2 separate regions of the Urocitellus parryii genome follow, and region 1 is linked to region 2. Evidence: chromatin contacts called from public Hi-C data. All regions are on one chromosome and are shown on one strand. Each heading gives the region's core, a stretch centred on a gene start, on an enhancer-like site or on the middle of the called end of the contact. The rest is flanking DNA. Distances are from core to core; before and after follow the strand shown. Region 1 holds the start of Zbtb41 (zinc finger and BTB domain containing 41). Region 2 holds the start of Ddx59 (DEAD-box helicase 59).

Region 1 (4,881 bases), core at 1,040-3,539, 2.9 Mb after region 2:
TTTGTCCTTCTACTATCTTCTACTTGAGGACAGTGCTCACCCCTTTTCTGTCATGTGAGGATGTAAGAAAAAAGCCCTTACCAGACACTAAGTGCCAGTGCCTTGATCTTGACTTTCCAGACTGCAGAACTACAACAAATTTCTATTGTTTATAAATTACTCAGTCAGTGGTATTTTATTATAGCAGAACGAGGTACTAAGGATATTTCTTCAGTTATTTAGGTTATTTCTCTAAGATGTGTTTTAGAAGTGTTGGTCAGAAAACAATTATCCTTAATGTATCAAATTTAGCCCATGGCTTGCTTTGTTATGGTTTCTGAGATAAAAATAATTAAAAAAATATTCTTAGTTGTAGATGTTCACAATACCTTTATTTTATTTAGTTTTTTTTTTTTTTTAATGTGGTGCTGGGAATCGTACCCAGTGCCTCACACATGCTAGGCAAATACTCTACCACTGAGCCACAATCGCAGCCCAAGATAAAAATAATTTTTACATTTTTAAAGGCTTGTGAAAATTCAGAAAAAAGTGGGAGAAAAACTAAAATACTCCTATTAAAGAATTGTAAAGAATTGTGTATGGACGTTAAATATAATTAAATTCATTTCCAGGTATTTCATATTTGTTCCAGGCATTTCATATTAAAAACATGTTTATAAGAAGTTTATTGAAAATATCACATTCCTGGTACAAGGTCATTGTTTTATTGATTTTCAATTGAATAAATGAAGGAAAACATATTCATTATCAGAAATAAACTTTGGAATCAGTTTATTAAAGGATAAGACCATGACAGGTCAGCAAAAGGAAGACACTGAAAGAAATTTTAGTATGCGAAGATTCCCTTTTTCTTGACCTCCTGCCTCTGGTCTCTGATCTCTCCCCACACTCTTGACAAAAACTTCTGGCACCTGAAGGATGTGGATATCCTGGCATTGTTTTTAATTTTTCTTTTTTTCATTGCTGATGGATTAGTTAGGGTTTTCCAGGAAAACAGAAGCAAGAGGATGAAGAGATATAACTTATTTGAAGGAACTGATTCACACATGATTGTGTGAGAGAGAAAATTTAAAATCATAGGACAGGCCCCACAGGCTGGAAGTTCACCCAGATGAGATTTCAGTCTTGAGTCTGAATTCTCCTGGGCTGAAAACCCAGGCAAGGTTTCTAAGTTGAATTCTTAGGGAAAATGGCTTCTTTGGCAAACCTGAATTTGCTCTTGAAGGCTTCAACTGGTATTACTAGAGGGTCATCTACTCCAGCGTACAGAATTGCCTGTTAACCACCATCTAAAATATAACTTCGGAACAACACCTAAAGGGTGTTTGACCAAAGCTTAGTCATTTCCTCACATCCTCTATGTAGGAGACTCCTCCACCTGTTCTTCCACAGAGGGTAGCCTTTTCAGCTCTATATTTGATGGGTAGATAGGGGTTAAGAGTTGGGACCCCCATTTCCTTTGGTCTTGGTCTTTTGTCTTGCATTACGTCTGCACAATCTCAAGGTCTGGGACTATACTAATCAAAAAGTGACCCTCAGACCAGTAATACCAGCCCACCTGGGGCTTTATTAAAAATGCAGAAATCTCAGGTGCTCCCTCAGAGCAAAGTTGTCCTTTGGTATTTTCCCCTTTTGACTTCCTTTCTTTTCTAACCAGCTGTACACTTACATGTGCCTTTTTCCTGTGTACAGGGGGGAAAAAAAGTTTTTTAAAAACCGCAATCTTAGGAGTAACTGCATTTAAGTCTTGCCCTTTAAATCCAGAAAAAAACCAAGCGAAGTCAATCTCGGTTCGTTAGACGTTTGCCAGCATGAGTGCTGGGACCGGCTTCCGGCGGTCGCCCTTTGGTTGGTTACAAACTATTAAACACACCAGTGAGAATAAAATACGTCGGTACTACTGCGCCTCTGCCAATTTCTTCCCAAGTCGCTATCAAACCTCCCGTCTTCCGTTCCCCTGCCGCAGCAAAGCTTGCAGGATTCAATCACCCGAGGCCACCCAGCCACCAAGAAAACCCGGAGTAATGGATCAGGGGAGTAACCAGTGTTCCCAAAGCGGCAGAGGAACCGACGGAGCATGCGTAAGGAAGGGTGCGCGCGCGTGCGCATTGGTTCGCGCAGGGGCGCGCGCCGTCGCTCTGGGCGGCTTGGAGGCTGCGCGCGCGGTTGACGTGTTCGGTGGTTTGGAGGCGGCGAGACTCCGGGAGGGGAAGGAGCAGCGGGGAGGGGGGTGAGGTGGGTGGCTGAACCCGGAAGTGGGTAGGCGCTGGAGCGAGCGCGCCCAGAGTGGAGTCAGCGGGGGAGCCCTGGGTTCCCGGTAATGAATCTGTGGGGCGTTTGCCTAGGGATACTGGGTGGGAAGGGTAACGGGTTTCTGGTAGGCGAGCGCATTCTCCACCTGGCCCGGGCCTTGAAAGGCTCTTTTGCTTATTTTAGTCGTCCCTGTGTTTGACCCCACTCTTCTTGCTCTGAGCCCCTTCTGGGGCCGTCTCCTGCCGGGTGGTTTTGGGAGAGGGACGCGTTAGGTCTGTGAATAGCTGTGCATTGCCCCGCATAAAAAAGCATGCTAATGGAAAGACTCGGATTTCGTGGCCGCGACGGCCTTATTGTCACTATTTCAGCGCCCCCAAAACATGACTGCAGCCCCCTTCAACCTCCATCGTCAAGGATCTTAGAACTCTCCCTCTTCTGTCCAGTTATTTCCACCCTGTTCGTAAATCAGGCCTGGAAGGTGTGCTCTTGCTTCCTTTAAACATTATTCTTTTGTTGGCTGTCTTTTCTAACCTGGCCCTCCTTGTTCTCCGCCCTAAAATCTTAGCCACGAATGAATGTGAGTGTGACTTGATGGTAACTTAGTTATAATTTAGGAAGGAGCTGACAAATGCCTGTGACTGATTTAAGGTTGCTTTGCCTGAAGTTATTTTACATGATTCTTACTTTTGCAGACCATGAAACCCTCAGGCACCCCTGTCCAGAAGCTGTTGTCCAAGACAATCTAGTTTTCCTTTATGAATCTCTTAAGACACTTATGAAGTTTCTTGTTCTGAAATTGCTGTACTGCAATGAAGAAAAGGAGAAAGGTTACTTCAAATCTTGACGAGAAGATCCATCTTGGCTATAAAGATTCTTCGGAAGGAAATGTTGCAGTGGAATGTGACCAAGTGACCTGTACTCACTCTACAGAGAGACCTACAACTGAAGCTCTGCACTGTTATCAGGAACTTCCTCCCTCTCCAGATCAGAGAAAGCTTTTGAGTTCTTTGCAGTATAATAAGAATTTGCTCAAGTATTTAAATGATGATAGACAGAAACAACCATCTTTCTGTGATTTACTTATCATAGTAGAAGGAAAAGAATTTAGTGCACATAAAGTAGTTGTTGCTGTTGGCAGTAGTTATTTTCATGCCTGTTTGAGCAAAAATCCAAGCACTGATGTTGTCACTCTGGATCACGTAACACATTCAGTTTTTCAGCATTTGCTTGAATTTCTTTACACATCAGAATTTTTTGTGTACAAATATGAAATACCTCTTGTTTTAGAGGCTGCAAAATTTTTGGACATTATAGATGCAGTAAAGCTGCTAAATAATGAAAATGTTGCCGCTTTTCAATCAGAGCTAACTGAAAAGTCATCACCAGAAGAAACACTAAATGAATTAACTGGAAGATTATCAAATAATCATCAGTGCAAATTCTGCAGTAGACATTTTTGTTACAAAAAGTCTTTAGAAAATCATTTGGCTAAAACTCATAGGTCCCTTTTGTTAGGGAAAAAACATGGGTTAAAAATGCTGGAGAGAAGTTTTTCTGCAAGAAGATCAAAAAGGAATCGGAAGTGCCCTGTTAAGTTTGATGATACCAGTGATGATGAACAAGAAAGTGGTGATGGGTCAGACAATTTGAATCAAGAAAGTTTTGATAAGGAAAAGTCAGATAAAAATGATTCTGAGGATCCTGGAAGTGAATATAATGCTGAAGAAGATGAACTAGAGGAGGAAATGTCAGATGAATACTCTGACATTGAAGAACAAAGTGAAAAAGATAATGAAGCAGAAGAGGAACCCGAGGCTGGTGATTCTGTAGGAAGCATTCACGAGGGGTTAACTCCAGTAGTCATTCAGAACAGTAACAAAAAAATATTGCAGTGTCCTAAATGTGATAAAACATTTGACCGAATAGGTAAGAAAACTTTTGTTTCTTATCACTTACTTTACATGGATATTTAAAGGTAATAATTGGAAACTGAAGTTTGAAAATAAAGAGTGCTTAAGTAGGGAAGATAATTTTCTTTTCACTGTGTACTTTATCCTATTATTTTAAATTTGTTGTGATTCAGGAATCATGTTAAGTATTTATATTACCCTTTATTTTTTCTTTGTCATGTCCTAATAGGTAATAGATTATTAGTTCATGTATTTAATATGAAAGATACCAGAGAATCAATAATTATCATGAACAGCTTTGATTTATATTCCAGTTTTGAAGATGAGTGCTAACTTGAGTCATTACAGAAAATGTAATTGGATTATATTTAGTAATTTGTTTACTGTTTTCCCTTTGTACATGATGATAAATTATAAATATAGTCACCTTTCTAGTGTTTTTTAGAATTAGAATGTTTTAAATTAGACTAAAGTGAAGAATAAAATTATACTGTAATTGAATAACTTTAGATAGATAATTTAGGAAGTACCCTAGTTATTAACACTAATTATTATAAAAATGAATAAATCAAATTTTTCCCTTTTAAAAGAGTATGTAGGAAATGTGGTCCATAACCTGAGGTTTTATGTCAGTGCATATTTAATTTTGAGATGTCAGATATTTGCTAGTAAAGCAATTTTGAAGAAGTCATATAAACTATTTAATGCATACTCTTTA
Region 2 (5,530 bases), core at 2,012-4,511:
CAAAAAAGAAAAGAATTTGGACTTGATCCCTGATTGGGAGGAAATTGCTCTGAAGATCAACTGGCAAACTTCAGTGAAGACTATATTGATGTTAACCTATCTAAATTTGAGCATTGTTCTTTTTTATTTTATTTGTGCTGCTGGGGATTGAACCCAGGACCTTGTGCATTCAAAGCAAGTACTCTATCAACTGAGCTATATCCCCAACTCCTTGGGCATGGTTCTTTGTGTACATGAGAGAAAAATTTTGTCTTCAGAGGTTCATGCTATAATTTACTCTTAAATGATTCAAAGGCAACAACAACAAATAAATCTTTTTCACACACAAGTAAACTCTAAATCTATGTGAAAGAACATATGGGGTATATGTGGACATTGTATTAGCCATAAAACTTTCTTAGATCTTTTTCAAAGAAAGTTTAAAGTGTTTTAAAAATTAAAAGCATAGTACCCTGTAAATATATACATTTCTGGGCTTGTGTCAGTTAAAAATAAATTTAATTTTTAAAAAATTCTAAGTCATTATGGTCTTTCACAGTGCATATGCCAAAATGCATGAGGAAACTTAGAAATTCTCAAACGAAAAAAAATCACCTATTGGGGGCTGGGGCTGTGGCTCAGTGGCAGAGTGCTTGCCTCATATATGTGAGGCACTGGGTTCATTCCTCAGCACCACATAAAAATGAATAAACAAAATAAAGATATTGAATCCGTTTATAAAAAAAAATCACCTGTTATCAAAGTCAGTTTTTTTTGTTTGTTTGTTTTGTACTGCAGATTAAATCCTGGGCTACATCCCTTTCCCTTTAAAAAAATTTTTTTTTGAGACAGGATCTCACTAAGTTTTCCAGAATAGCCTCAAACTGTGATTATAGGTGTATGCCACCATACCCAGCATCAATTACTTTTTAAATACGACACTTAATAGATATCATATATCTATCCATCTACATGTGTAAATATGTATTTTATATATTTAAGCACTCATACAAGCCAATATTAAAATCAGATCATGCATTGTCAAAAGTGGAAAAACACATGCTATAAACTAGGAGAAGATATTTGCAACAACTACAATTGACAAAAGATTGGTATAAATAATACATATATTTATACACATTTTTTCCAACGCTTAAATGAGGAAGAAGAAACATCAATGAAGCACTACGTTAAAAAATGCTCAATGCTTACCTTCATCAGTAAATAAAGAATGCAAATTAAAATCATAATGTGGCACCTACTTATTCTTTTTTTAAAATGTTTTTATTGGGACAGGCGTCATGTCGCACACCTATAATCTCAGCAGGCTGAGGCAGAAGGATCCCGAGTTCAAAGCTAACCTCACAAAAGCAAGGTGCTAAACAACTCAGTGAGACCCTGTCTCTAAATAAGATACAAGTTAGGGCTGGGGATGTGGCTCAGTGGTTGAGTGCCCCCGAATTCAATCCCTAAAATTTTTTTGTTTATACATTCTAGTTATACACACTAGTGAGGTTCATTTTGACATAAGGTACCTATTTATTCTTTGTAAACTACCAAAAAAGTAAGAAGTCTGACAATAAGGAGGATTGGAGAGAATGTGGGAGGCTAGAGCTTATCAGTACTGAAGGCAAAAGAGATTGGTACAACCACTCAGACAGTATCTCAGAGTTATCTTTGAAAGTTGGACATCTCCCTCCCCTCTGTTCCAACAGTGCTGCTCACAGATTCAAATGATTCTCAGATACACTTGCTGAAGGTGATCAAAAATGTCCTGCTAGCCTTGTTATTACCAGGAACAAAGCCAGATTTTGTGGGGGCATGAGTTTACATGATCAGAGAAGAGTAAGGTTTTTAAAGAAAACATACAGAATTTTGAATAATTATTATGCTCAAAAGTGAACAGTTAGCTGGGCGCAGTGGCACACACCTGTAATCCCAGCCGCTCAAGAGGCTGAGACAAGAGGATTGCAAGTTGGAGGCCAGCCTTGGCAATCTAGTAAGGCCAATGTAGTGAGGAACTCAGGGAAGCAGATACATTTAGTGTGATTGCTATCAACATAGAAATAATAATGTAGCTAGATGCAAGTTTAAGGGCCTCAGCAATTTATCACCACCCAGCCTCAAAATAAAAAAATAAAAGGGTTAGAAATGCCTTTGGTTCAACTCCCAGTGCCAGAGCAGGGAAACTTTTAAAGAGTGCATTTTTAAATAATCATGTCGGAATACATTTCTGACAGGAAAGAACACCCATTTAACTAGGCAGTGAAAATTAAATTTCTACTATTACCCTTAACTACTTTGATGAGTCAGAGGAACAAAAGTTGAGTAATAAAAGCAAATCTGGGAAGGCTATCTATATATTAACTATATTTTCTTACAAGAAGAAAATGAAACAATAGTTTAGAGATGCATCCAAAATGCATCTACTAAAAATGGAAAGCAGAACCTACAAATAAAACTTGATAATGGGGGTGGAGGAAGAGGCAAGGAGTAGAACCCTGGAGATACAGAAATAAGTGCTAAATATTGATGATGTGGTTGGGTCAGATTTTCTTTTTATTAGTATGTTTTAAATTTCACGTGTTCGTTAAATATATTATTTTGTATACATCAAATATTAGATGGGAAAATATTTAAGAATACACCCCAAGTTATTAACCTTTACTTTCCTCCTTCCCCTCCTCTTCCCCACCTTCCCCTTCTCAACCACTAGTTTCCTGGGAGAGAGCTCCAGAGGCTGGGAAGGCAGAGAAAGGCAACCCACAGAGACCAAGAACCCTGATGTGTGTGTAGCCTGTGCCTTTTTGTCTCATTTTGGGTTCTTTCTTGGTGCTAAGGTGGAGTATGGTGGTGGTTGAAACAGTACTCGGTATATTAAATGCTACCCATTAAGTGCACTGTTCTCAACTTATTCTTTCTCAACTTATTCTTGCCAGCTGAAGGCGGAACGGCGCTTTCCGGCCGAACGGGGCCTCTGTCCCTCCCTGTCACGCTCAAACTTCCCACTTTCCAAGTATGCCAGGCCCCAGCGCCACCCTCTTGCGTCTTTCCGCGCGGGTCTGACTTTTTCGCCAGTCCCGGCCTACTCGATTACGTAAATTCTCTCCAAAGGATTCCCAAACTGGGCACTCCAAACAGAACCTGCTCAGCTCCAGCTCGGCTCAGAGATTGACAGTCCGCGGGAGCCGGGGAGGGGCGTAGAAAGAGCGCGGAGCTTCCCGGCCCCGCCCCTCCTCGCCAGGCCCCGCCCCTTCCCTCTGCCGTGCAGGAGCCCGGCCCCTTCCAAAACCCGGAGAGGTGGATCGTGCGGGCCGCATTTCGGCCTCGTCTGTAGCCCGCCCGGCCCAGCGCCTGAAAGGGTGAGCCGGCCCGGAGAGGAAGCAGATGCGGCCTCCGGTCCGCGAGGGTGAGGAACCGGGGCAAGAGGCCGCGGCAGCAGTGTGGGCCCCCCAAATCGGTTTCCCTTTCCACCCTTGCAGAGCGGAGTCCAGGCCTCCGTCCCGAACCCGACGCCCCGCCCGTCGCGTTTCCTAGCAGCGCCGTGACGTACGCGCGCCTCCGGGTGCGCGGCCGCCGGGTGTAGGTGGGAGGCGACGCCTGTGGGGAGGGTCTGGGAACGCGCCAGGGTGCGGGGGGCGTTGGCGAGAACTGGAGGCCGCGAGGCTGCCTGCCCTGCCCGAGCCGGTTCGATTTCGTCATTTGAAGACTTCGTGTTCTGAGCTATTCCTTGTTCGCTTAGAGCTGTCCCCACCCACCACCCCTTTACTCTTTCAGAGAGTTAGAATGTTCATTCTGGACGCTCATTGCGTTTTATTCTCCCCCTGCCCCGGCCCGGAAAATGGAATCTGGCAATTTATGCCAATAATTTTTTTTTAAGAAAAATATTAGTAGTAAAAAATATAAGTAGATAGTCCTTAAATTAATTAAGAGTGATCTTTCCCAATTACTGTAATTTTACAAACATAATTTTGCAAGCTCTTTTTGTAAAAAATAGCTTGTGTTCTGGAGCCAGAATGCTGGGCCTCAGGCATTTTACGTGTGAGCTTGGACAAATAAACTTCATCTCTAGGTGGCTGAGTTTATGTGTAAAATGTGTTTATATATGAATATTTATATGCACGTTGATATACATATGATTTTACTATGCTATATCGTGTTATTGTGATTTTTGCAATATGGTATATAAAATATAATATATATAATATGTACACTAACTTACTTTACACACTAACCTACTTTACATGATTGTGAAGATTAGGTGAGGCACTAAACACTGGTACAAAATAAGCAGTCCATAAATGTTACTTAAAAATAACAACATTTTTCTCTATGGTTTGTGGTTTTGATTTTAAAGATTCTAACTGTGAATTATCCCTTCAGTTTTCTTTGTGAAAATATTAAAGAAGTATTTACTTTAGAATTTCTATAATATCTGACTCAAAATGCAAGTAATCAATGAATAGAAGTAAACTCGGCACACCAGGGTTGGGTTGAGCAATGTGTGCAGTATTTCTACTGCTCATGTGTGTAAAGAAAAGACTGTTTTTTTGGTTTTGTTTTTAACCAGAAGAAACTGATAAATGGAAGAAAAGCTAGGTGTAAAGTAATGCTATGTCGTCTTCACTATTCCCTTGAGGTAAAACCTTGGGACACATAATCATGTGGTACTTTATATGTAAACTGAATTGAGGGTAAAATATTTCTTACCCTTTTCTCAACAGAATATTGAAGGATGTTTGTTCCAAGATCTCTCAAAATCAAGAGGAATGCTAATGATGACATCAAAAGTTGTGTTGCTAAGAAAATTAAGCCAGAAGCCGAAGACCTTCATTTGGACAAAGGCAGAGATGTTGATGCTTTAGTTACAAAAGAAACCACTGCACCAGATAGGCCCAGAAGCGAGTCAGGCTCCTTTCCCAGTCCTGCCGGCCAGTTGGCTGAGGCAGGCTTGGTAGGACCTGAACAGGGTGCTGAAGAGCCTGTGAAGTCATTTTCCAAAACACAGCGCTGGGCAGAACCTGGGGAGCCTGTCTGTGTTGTCTGTGGCCGTTATGGAGAGTATATCTGTGATAAGACAGATGAAGATGTGTGTAGCTTAGAGTGTAAAGCGAAACATCTTCTCCAGGTTAAGGAAAAGGATGAGAAATTAAAACTGAGCAGTCCGCAGAAAGCCGGTTCTGAGCCAGAGCCTCCTCCACTTGATGATGTTTATGTCTACAAAGAACACCCCTTTATTTTGAACCTTCAGGAGGACCAGATTGAAAATCTTAAACAGCAGCTAGGAATTTTAGTTCAAGGGCAAGAAGTCACAAGGCCCATTATTGAGTTTGAACATTGTGGTTTCCCTGAGGCCTTAAATAACAACTTGAAGAAATCAGGCTATGAAGTGCCAACCCCCATCCAAATGCAGATGATTCCAGTGGGTCTTCTGGGGAGAGACATTCTGGCCAGTGCAGATACTGGCTCAGGAAAAACAGCTGCTTTTCTTCTTCCTGTTATCATCCGAGCTTTATTTGAGGTATTTATAGAGTTTGCATGTATTATTATT

The links. Hi-C and Micro-C count contacts between places; a contact is called where the count stands out from the background.
Region 1: a Hi-C map of muscle shows a contact between it and region 2, with 8 times the contacts expected there. The contact joins the promoter of Zbtb41 here to the promoter of Ddx59 in region 2. A contact is called at or near these places in 2 of 2 Hi-C or Micro-C datasets (liver and muscle).

Annotation. Positions count from the first base shown.
Region 1 is chr9:120,035,728-120,040,608 of mUroPar1.hap1, forward strand. Zbtb41 (zinc finger and BTB domain containing 41) reads left to right here and starts at 2,290. Exons shown (of 12, transcript XM_026401501.2): 1 at 2,290-2,317; 2 at 2,946-4,179. The coding sequence starts at 3,063.
Region 2 is chr9:117,102,333-117,107,862 of mUroPar1.hap1, forward strand. It overlaps Ddx59 (DEAD-box helicase 59), which reads left to right and starts at 3,262. Exons shown (of 7, transcript XM_026397151.2): 1 at 3,262-3,388; 2 at 4,704-5,500. The coding sequence starts at 4,715.